Linked DNA regions of Drosophila melanogaster: region 2 is linked to region 1. Evidence: chromatin contacts called from public Hi-C data. All regions are on one chromosome and are shown on one strand. The core of a region is the stretch at or near the end of the contact, and the rest is flanking DNA. Distances in the headings are between cores, read along the strand shown.

Evidence for each region. A called contact is a pair of places that touch in the nucleus more often than the background predicts.
Region 2: a Hi-C map of the Kc167 cell line shows a contact between it and region 1, with 2.7 times the contacts expected there. The contact joins the promoter of pod1 here to the promoter of Ctr1A in region 1. A contact is called at or near these places in 7 of 107 Hi-C or Micro-C datasets (the Kc167 cell line, the S2 cell line, embryo and 1 more).

The regions. Positions count from the first base shown.
Region 1 is chrX:6,659,015-6,664,521 of dm6, forward strand. It overlaps Ctr1A (Copper transporter 1A), which reads left to right and starts at 2,633. Exons shown (of 5, transcript NM_132108.3): 1 at 2,633-2,787. It overlaps CG3224, which reads right to left and starts at 2,448. Exons shown (of 2, transcript NM_132107.4): 1 at 2,340-2,448; 2 at 1,538-2,279. The coding sequence starts at 2,158. The coding sequence ends at 1,670. Cdc7 (Cdc7 kinase) reads left to right here. Exons shown (of 4, transcript NM_167080.2): 4 at 1-695. The coding sequence ends at 141.
Region 2 is chrX:6,800,237-6,805,743 of dm6, forward strand. pod1 (pod1 coronin) reads left to right here and starts at 3,448. Exons shown (of 13, transcript NM_167091.3): 1 at 3,448-3,530; 2 at 5,442-5,507. C3G (C3G guanyl-nucleotide exchange factor) reads right to left here and starts at 3,357. Exons shown (of 14, transcript NM_176694.3): 1 at 2,871-3,357.

The DNA.
Region 1 (5,507 bases), core at 1,383-3,882:
CAGGATCAGTTGGCCAATGGAACGCCGCGCAAGATGCGTCGACAAAGATATCAAAGTCACAGAACGGTGGCCGCCTCACAGGAGCAGGTCAAGCAGCAGGTTGCCCTTGATCTGCAGCAAGCGGCCATTAACAAGCTGTGAAACTAGTCCCCACCATGCAAACATACATACACCACTTGTACATACATACATATACTATACCCAGTTCGCTGATCATGATTGTACATATATATAGACCCACCTCAAGAGCATATCTCATTATTGCACCCAGAGCCAGAAGAAACTCGTCCAATGCCCCACTAGGCCACATTTACTTACCTCAAGCCGCAGGCAGATAAAACCAAATGAAACCACGCAACAAACACACACAACACTCACAAACAAACATACAAATGTATATTTAAAGAAATGTTTCAATCATGAACAAAATGGGCAAGGAATACCAAAAAAGCAAACGAGGAGAGATTGATTATGAAATATTGTGGCCGAAAGGCTACAAAATGTTGTATATTAAGGAACACGAAGGCGACCCAAGTGCATGGCCCTCATCGCCCAGTGGCAAAGAATTTTGCACTATCCCCATCATGTATAGTTCGAATAGTCTTGTAGCTAACCTACTTAGGTATAATTATTGTATATCTGAAAACCATGTGAACGAGGATATAAGAGCGACAAATACATATATTTATACCGTGAAGATTGAATGAAGGCCTTGATTTTCTTTGCTCCAAAAATGGAAATTTGTGCAAATTATTCTTTATTTGCTTAAACAAACAAATGCTTGGGGATTTTAGTACGCATATTGTTGTTACCGTACGTTAAATTATTCATTATATTTCAGTTGCAAATATAGGACTCATAAAATTAAAGTGTAAATTTAAATGACTCACCCTTTTCAAAATAAATCCATGCAATTAAAGTTGTACATTATTTAATTTCACATTTATTGAGCACAAATCACCTAAAAAAAAATATAAAAAAAAACACAAATACTCTCACATTTTGATGAGCCATTTCACAACAAAACACTCGCGATGGCAAAATGCACAAGATCACCGCTCTAAAACGTAGCATACTCTTAAGTGCACATGAGAATGCCAGTTGAACACGCACCAACACACCCACACACGCGCCAACGGAGAATGAGCCCAAAGGAGAATGAGGAAATTGCAGAAATTTACCAATTTCACCCGTTTAAACTAGAAATACCGTATCAAACGCATTGCGTCGACCTGCGCTCACTGGTTAATTACACTTTGTAGCACTTTTCGACAGCAAACGACGCTGATATTTATTTAATTTTAATTTTAAAGCGCGTCAGCCATCGCATTTTGTGTTTACCGCTGCTCACGGACGAAGAAAGTGACCGCTTGCGGAGAGAACTTGAACTTTTGAGCTGCAGGAGAGAAATCAAAAGAACGGTAAATAAAGCTTTGCCGCTTGGAAGCGTTGAACTGCTTGTTGTTTAGAAGCTTGTTGATCTTTCGCCACCCTTGCGCGCATTAAATGAAAATTAATTTTGAATCGATTTATATATGTTGGAAAAAAAATGTATTTAAAGAAAGCAATTGGAGGTAAACAGAGTTCTGTGGGAGGGGGGTGAAGAAAGTCCTGTCCCCGAGGGCCTTAAAAACTAAGCTAGATCAATAGATTGGTTCATCCTCCTCGCCTATGTCTCCATTTTCTCGACTTTCTTGCGCTTCGTTTTGGACGTCGATGGCGAATCGGTGGCATCTGTATCCTCGGGCACCACTTCCACTCGGATCCTCTTGCCAGCGACCACGTCCTCCTTCGATGGCTGCGTTTCCATCGCCCGCTTCTTGGGCTTCACGAAGCTGCCACGTCCCGCGGCGCGTTCCGCCTCCTCGATGCTGTACGGCTCGATCTCTAGGGCCTTGAGACGCCTCTTGTGCACCTTGGTGCGGAAATGTGCCTGCATGGCGGTGTCATCGATGAAGTACTTGGCACAGTGCACGCAGTAGAACTGCGCGAATCCCGGCTTGTCGAGATCCACATTCTGATTGATCAGTTCACCGCTCCGGGTCTGCAGATCGTCGTCGATCTGGTCGAGATCACGACGTCGATTCCGCACACGCCATCTCCTCTGCAGATGGGTATCGCCATAGTGCATCTTCTTGCGTTTCGATACCATTCCCATCTTGCTGACTTTTTTTTATATTTACAACTTTTACGGAAAATTTAATCGTTTGTTTTGGCACGTGTTTTGGTTGCCAATGGGGTTTTAGATTCTGCTGCTGCTGCTAGGTGTTTCCTAAAACCTGTAATGCATTTGAATGTTAATTTATATACTGTTACAGTAATTTGTTGCTTAACTTTACCTTTTTTTGGTTAAGAAACGAGGGTTTTAAAGGTAACAAGTTAATTTAATGCGCACATAGAATGTTGGCGACGGTCCCCGGCCGATTGGTTTCTTATCGATAACTGAAGAAATCGTGGTGTGTGCACACTGATACACAGCTGTTTTTATTTATTCGAAATAAAACTAAATTCAACCAAAACTAATTAAACTAAAATTCCATAAATTAGCTACTTGTTGCGACAATAAGTTGTATAAGTTACTCATTTTTAAGCTGCACTCCATCTACTTCGTCTTTTACAATACTATTTTTTGGCATTATTTAGTGCCTTTTCGTAGGCAGCGCACTGTTAAATAAAAAAACATATGCTTGCAATTAATTCATCAACAATCGTGCGAACAAGTTGTCTGCGGGCGGACCGTGCGCATTTTGTTTTAATATTATTTATTTCCTTGCCGCAGGAAGTAAAGTAAGCCCCTAACATTTGAATACATAAACATAGAGTTCGGTTTAACTTGCGTTGATAAAGTGCAATTGATAATACAAATAGTGGGTGTGTGGGCTGGACGCACACACACATGTGTGATTGGATAACAACACTGTGAAATAGATCGGGTTTTACACTTGCAAAAACGATTAAAGCAATTATTATTTTTCATAAGATGCTGCAGCCGGTCCACTCTTGCTATCTCGCTTGCTTCAAAAGCTCAGCGTTTGCAGTGAGTGTGTGTGCGTGTGTGATTTAGCGCAAAAAGCAACAACGAAGCACAAAATAAAATCAGAAACTGTGATTGTTGTTAAATGACTGGTGCAGGGGGTTGGGTGGGTGTCAACGGCAGCTGCATGCATTGTTTAAAATGTACGACTGTTGGCTTATTGGCATTTTTCGTTGACTCTCTGTTTTTAGCTAGACATTCCGTTGAGTTCGTCACTTAAACCGGTGTTACAGCATACATACATACATACATTGTAGATTGTTACAACTCGAGCCAATTGCCCGCCAATTGCAGTAAGTACAACAACAACAAAAAGAACGCGAAATGCGTGAAATAGTATAAACGAAACTAAAAACAAAGCTTAGGAGTCCTTATCGATAATCAGCGATTGCATACCGATTGTGATTATCAGTGCCAATCGCTTATCAGTCAATTATACCGTTACAAGCACAATTAACCCTCTATCTGTGTTCGTGCGTTGAGTGATATATGTATGTTCGAATTCAGATCAACAAACTCTCTCCTACTCTCTTTTCTTTACACATGTGATATAATAGCTCCCCCGGCCTGCAATAGAAAAAAAACACACGCACTCTCGCCGTTTCTCTCCCATTTGTTGCTGCAATACATGTCGGTCACGATTTGACATTTCGCAATTGGTGCGATTGTGAGTGTGTGTGTGTGTGCAGGAGCAGAGGATGGGGCTCTCTTGGCGGAGATCAGCTGATGAGATGAAGCAACGGTTAATGCCATTTGTCCATGCAAATAAACAGAAAGAAAAAAGTTTACGTTGCTAGATCGTTTAAATTTCACTTGATATTTGGAACTAAATTAAATTTTAATTCAATTCTTATTTTAATTCTTTAATATAATATGAATAATGAATCACACTTCATCACGTCGTGAAATTCCATTTTCAAACTTATATCAAAATATCTTAGCTATTTCGCTGAGTCTTAGCATTTAGCATAATAGAAATATTACTGGTAAACGCAGATTATTCATTATTACTTGCCCAAAATAGAACTAGAAAATATACAAATCTTAAACAATATTTAGTGATAATGGTTTATTTCATGATAAGAGTAACAAATGCTTTTCTCTCTGTGTAAAGGCAAAGCTACTAATGCAGGCGAATAAAAGCGAGAGTGATAGAGGTGAATAGGTCCAACCGGTTTGGTCCCAGTGCGTTAGTTTTCTGCTGTTTAATTATCAGAGGCGCTGAAAAGGGGGTTCCCATTGCCTCCCAAAGAAAAGCGCCCAAACGATTTCCTATCAGGGATTCCATAGAAACCAAACAAACCACAGAATGTTATTTATAAACCACGCAAATTTACCCTGAACTTTAACTTTTCTGTATTTTTGCACCAGAATAATAGTTTTTATAGTTTTTCCCCACCGCCACTGTGTTCAATGATTATTTCCAAATCGAACTACAATTGCTGCATCCCAGAGTAGCAATTATGTGGCGTATGTTCTCTGCTTATGGGTTATTTTGAAAGTCGTTGGTTGCCGTACCGATCTTTGTCTTGAAAAACAAATTACTACCGTAACCGAGCTAATTTTCCTTTCATTTCGGGCCAAAACCGAAAATAGTGGCAGCCAAGCCAACCAGTTAACCAGTTGTGCCAGTCCAGTTCAGTTGGATAACTATTGAGTTCATCGCTTGAAGGCTAAAGCAATCCGTTCCTCAACAGATCGCCGCATTAAGAGGTTTTAAATGTACACTTGTTTACCTATTTTTATAGAAATTTCGCTCCTCAGAACAAAAATGCCAGCGAAGCGGGTTTTTTTTTTTTTTTTTTTTTTTGTACCACGAGTGGATTTCTAAAGCTCGTTTGTTTGTTTTAATGAGATATGGGATGAGATTGATTACAGTGAAAAGGGGGAGGAATACGTGTTTTAACTCTTCAATGGAATTGGCGAATGTGATTGCTTGCAATATTAATGCGGACTGGATTATTGTTTCGACCATTTCAACTTGACGACAGTTGTCCACATTACGGATATCGAAGGAAGTAGGCCACAATTTCAAAGGAATGGATCATTAGTTGGGATCATTTTTTAGAGGTTTTTGCCTATGTATGCCTAAACTCATATCAGTCAGCCGCACATCCTGTCATAGCAGCGAGCTTCTTGGACTGCATGCCACAAGTGGTTCGATATTCGAGCATGTTTCACTGATTACTTTGCAATGTGGTGTCGTCGCAGCACCTTATCACTAAAACTGCGATATTAACTGAATGCGGTGAACCACAGACACAGAGGCAAACAAAAAAGTGAAATAAATGAAGTATCCAGCACTGTTTAATTATGGTTCGCAGTGTTCCCATTTGCAGAAGTGGAACAGCAGTTGGTTGAGTCGTTAGCGACCCATTATAATCCAGGTTAATCCAAGGTCAGATATGGTGGTAGTTTATGGCGGGGGTGTGGGGAATCGGGTGTCGGGTCTGCCTCACGCAGTTTCCTGTGA
Region 2 (5,507 bases), core at 2,198-4,697, 140 kb after region 1:
GTTGAGAACGCGCATTATGTCGATGGGCGGAAATCGATGGGAATATATATATATATACACACTATATAACCACTACGTATATATAAACAAAAAAAAACAAACGACGGCCTTTTGCTATTGTTTAGCTGATTTGTTTGGGGCGCGGGAATTGGAGCAAACGCATCAACGACTCCAACTCAATTTGTGCCCCGCATCGATTGCTCTTCGATCCCCGATCACTGGTACCCGAAAACAAAAAAAAAAAATCGAACACAAACGAAAATAGAACTTAAATAGGAAAATGATTTCGGGGATCGCCCCTCTATATGATATCACACACACTGCCTGCAAATCACGAGCTATTCAACAACGCGTATTTATTCTCAACTTGAGCATTTATATTCAACTTGGCTCGATTTGTGCGATGTGTTGCCGTGCGGTAAACGGAGACGGATGGCAAACAACACCGTTGTTGTGAAAATTTCGCGTGCGACTGACCGGCCGAGCTGAGCTGAGCCGAGCCACCCAATTCGAAGCAACCCAACTCAAAGCAATCCAACTAACCAACGAAACCGAGTCAACCTACCATACCATACCATACAATACAATACTATACCGCACCAGCGAGCGGTAAGCGGCGAGAGGTGAGCGGTGAGCGGTGAGCGGTACGCGGGGTAAAGCGATGAGCTGCGAGCGCACAACTTTTACAATCTAATCGCGGGGCCACTGGGCAGAGCGCTTAGCAGAGCGACAGATCTGACAGTCTAGCTACTTTCCCCGCCCCACCTGCTGCCTTTGTGAACTTGCACAACTATATAGTACTATATATTATATATTATAGCATGCGCCTAACTTAGTAAAGCCACTACTATAACAATACATTGTGACTTCTTTTTTTTTTTTAGTTATGATAACCTGCACTATTCGTTGCGAGTTCAGTAAACTGTCGACTGCTGCTATTCAGATGTACGCGAGTGTGACAGCTTGTGACTGTTATCAGCGTGAGTGACTCTTATCAGGCTAATGGAAACATTCAAGTCAGCTGGCGACTCTTTAAATTTGCACTCGCTAAAAAAAGGTAAACACCGAATGAGCTGAGCACATGAAAGAATGACAGACGTTGTCTAAAATTTAATGTTTTCCAGCCAAAAATTCAAGTTGGTTAGTGGTCATGCAAAGTGGGCGACAAAAGTGGTGCCAAAACAATGAAATCCACACAGAAAGTACAAATTAAATGCGAAGCTAGATAGAAAATTGTGTAGATGTTTGAGATACTTGCTTAGAAGTCTTAAGGCAGCTTAACTGGCTGGCGAAATTCAATTGAAGGCGAATGGAAAATCCTTCAATGGCAAATTCTTGGGGCAGCAACAAGTTTCAATGCATTTCCCTTGAAATCGGAGCTCTGCTCATTAATTATAAGCTAAAAGCTGGCGTCGTTGCATGGAACCAGAACCGGAATCAACAGGATAATGCTGGGTCAAACAAAAGTGCAATTATAAATGGACACCAGGCAGCAGGAATTGTGTTTTCACGGAATTAATTAAAACGAGGGTGGACAATGGGGTCAGCGGGGCAAAGGATTAATATGCATTTTCACACAATTCCTCTAACCACCCACTTTCGCAGCGTTCTAAACTCTTGTTCCTAGAGCAAGTGCATTTTCCAGGTAATCAAAATCCTTGGCGTTTAGTCGGAATCAACAGGATAATAATAGACAGAAAATGGTAAATCAAATACCAAATACCACACGAAAACAACCATTCGCAGGTATTAAGTAATGTGTGTGTGTGTGATTAGAGTTAAATCAAAAATTAGTGCTTCTCATATGTGGGCAGAAAGTGCATAAATATAGTCAGCAGAGCGTATTTCCATGGAAACCGCACATTTGCCCAATTTCCTTTCATCGAGAGGGGATATGAACTTACTTACTAATATGGTTTTAAAGCGTAGGATATTATTAGTTAAAAGAAAAATATTTCGATTTTTTTAATCTAGTAAAACGTTGTGTAAAATCCTTGCCTACTTTTCTGCTAAGCCCCACAAATTGTGCGGAAAATGTTAGGGATAACGTTTGCAGAGGCCAAATTCGGTTCAGGATTTCCGAGAAATGTTTAATGCGATTTAAATATATATATGTACATATGTATATGAGTGATGTGCCTCAAAAACTCTAGTCAATAAGGATTTTCGGAATGATTTAATTAAACAAAATTCTACAGATAAACAAAGGTCAAATGCAATCGGAGAGTTCCGGGAAATATTCAAGGAGCTTCCTTCCATATGGGATGCAGAGTGAAATTCTATGGTTTATACAAATGGAGTAAAGACGACAAGAGGATAAATTCCAATTAGGATGACAGCCTTTTTATCCAGGTTTCAAACCATATAAATTTAGGAAGAATTTTAGAGGAAAAAAAAGACGAGAGTGTGTGTTCGTGTGTGTGGGAGCGCAGCGGAGGTGCGAGGGACGAAATGAAAATAGGAAGAGGAAATGGAAAGGAAAACGAAAATGTTTGCGTTCGCTTCTGGAGTTGTTCTTTCAATGTTTAACACTTCTGGAAGAGAGGCAAATGCAACTGCAGCATCTAAAAGTCTAAAAATAGACTTGTTGACAGCTCCCAAAACGAGCAGCAGCAGCAGCAACAACACGAACAACAACAATGAAAGGCGGGGGCGTTGCTGGATAAAGGGGCGCGGGTTTTGTGAGCAGTACAGGGATAGTGGCAATAGGATCAAGAGGATGGTGAAGGGCAGAGACGGAGGCGGAGGCGGAGGAATGTGTGTAAACGATGGAGGCGAATGCAAACGGTAAACTGTGTGGAAATTGGAAGGAAAAGCCAAGGAGTCGCCAAAAAAAAAACGAAGAGAGCGCTTAAGAGCGAAATACTGACCGATTTTCTGCAGTATATTCATGATGAGGCCGTGTGTTTCCGCCAGGATTCACAGATTTCCCTCTTGGCAATTTTCATTCTCCTTTTTCCGCAATGATATTCGGTTCTTTTTGCTCATAGCCGCAGGCCAGTAAATAATATAAAAAACACTAAATTCTCTTTTCCTCTCACACGCACATTTTCATCGTTCTCCGCTTGAGTAGTATTAGTATTTGCTCACACACACAGTACAGTATTTTTATTTGATATTTCGCCCCGTCTCGCTCTAACTACACATATATGTACATATATTTATAAAGTTGTGTTGCGATCCGCACTTTGTATTCACTTAAATTCAATCGCACTCGCACTGCACTTTTGGCCGGCTCTCATTCGGTCCAAAAAAAAGAAAATATAAAAAATAACAATACAATTTTAAACGCGCAACACAACAACAAAATGCGGTGACCGTCGCGCAGTGCTGCTAAAATGCTTCCCAAACAATGTGAAAATAGTGACGAAGAAAGTGACGATTAGATCGCAATCGATAGCTCTGTCGATAGCGCTGTGGCGATGTATGGGTGCCACCTCTAGCACGCGGAGATGGAAACTATCGATAGACGATGACAAAACGTTTGAAAAAAAGTTGAAGATCTCTCGCGTAGTTTATTGATTGCATTGGTAATTTAATTGCAATATTTGTAATTACAAGCGGGAGAATAATCACCGGCGCGTGTGTGTGAGCCTAATCGCCGTGTTTTTCCTCCCGTGTGTATGTTTGCGTGGGTGTGCAGTTGCAGCACTGCAACTCAAGTGTGCGTCTGAGTGTGTGTGTGTGCAAAACTGCTCCTTTGTTTGCCCATAAAAAAAGAAGCGGCGTCGCCTTTGCGCAGTTTTTGTTGGTGTAGTTGCACCACCCCCTCTCCGGCTACTGCTCCCCACTCCACCCCCGCGCGCACCCTTTGTTGTTGCATTTGTAGTTGTCATTGTCATTGCCGCCGCTTTGGATTCTTCCTCTTCTTCTTCTGCCGGCGCCAGGGTGTGTGCTGCAAAAAATAAGGAAAAGGAAACGAAGGAAAAGCGAAAAAAGAAGTATATAAAAATAAATTCACCCCTCTTTTCATTGAATGGCACGCAAACTAGAAAGTAACAACCAATAATCAAATGCAATGTATGCAAAATATAGGATGGAAAACTTGTGAAAATGTCAATAAATGCATATAAGCAGCAACAACAAGAACAACAAAGTGACCAAAAACCAACCACCAGAAGTGCAAATGTGTGTGTGTGTGTTTAGTGGGCAGTGGGTGAAAACAACAAAAATGCTAGCCGGCTTGTTTCTAGCCACCCCCAACCAAGCGAAAGAGAGAGATAGGGATGCAGATGCTCGTGCTCTCCCACGCCGCCCGCTGTCATCCGTTAACCGTTAGCCGCTGAGCTCTCCTGCAGGTTGCACCTGTGCCCGTCTCGCTCTCACTTTGCAACATCACCTCGTTATATTGCCTTTGATTTTGCTTTTCTAAATCACTTGACCCCATTACCTGGTGGCTCCGCTGGCCAATACCTGCTTGGCCGTCCCCCAGCCGCACCTCCTTTTACCCCCAGTGGTCATTTGTTTTGCCGCTTTCTAACAAACAGAAACAGTTGAATTGGCGCATGCTCTCTCCCTCCCGCTCTCGCTCTCTCGACGTTTGCTTACTGCACTCGGGAGACTACACAGTGCGGCCTCCAGAGAGTAGAGTATAAAAATAAAGTAATAACTAACTAAAGACGTAGAAAAATATATATTTTTGCGCAAACTAATATTTTATTTGTTTGATCCAAAGGCTCATTGATGCCATTGCACTGTGATGTTTAGTTTACAGAGTGCTCACTGTGCTTATCCATAAACTGCAAGCCAGTTGGTTGTGTTTGTACAAGGGTATGTGTGTGTGAAACTCTCCATGAAATTTATCAAAAGGATCGTTAACCCTTAGGTGTGGCATATTAACCCTTACCGCCGCTCGGATCATACTGTTTGTGTTGCCATTTTCAGCAGTTGTTCATACACGTACTTCATATTTGCAAATTACACATTAGAAATTAGTGCAAATTTAAGTAAATATATGTTTAGCTTGACAGAAAGTGAAGAAATAACGCTGAAAAGAGGATCACTAACCCTTAGGTGTGCCAAATTAACCCCCACCGGCCGGAACTCATCATATTTTGCCCAGTGTTTTTCCTCGCCTTTCCTGATGATGTACAAACAAACATTCGCATACATACTCAAACAAACACGTACGCCAAATGCGCGAGTGTTGGTCGGGTTGGCTGGCTGGCTCATCCGGCTTTGGTGGACACCATTCTTGTCCAGCTTTCTCTTTTCAATAGACGTATCGCCGCAATAGCAAGTGCATCTCTCTTTTTTTCCCCATCCATACTTGCTAAATGTATTATTATTTATATTCGGTTATCGGCTATTGTTTGCCCTATCGGATTTGGATGACGATGAGTCAGGAGCGGCGGGCAAGACGATAACAAACTGTGGAATGTCCCCCGCGCACCCAAGTGATATCATACTCGTACTTATGCGGCTATTTTGCCATTTTCCAGAAACGAAACTCTGAAACGGAGCAGCGGAGCGGAGAGCGAAGCGCAAGAGAGCGACTGAGAGGGAGC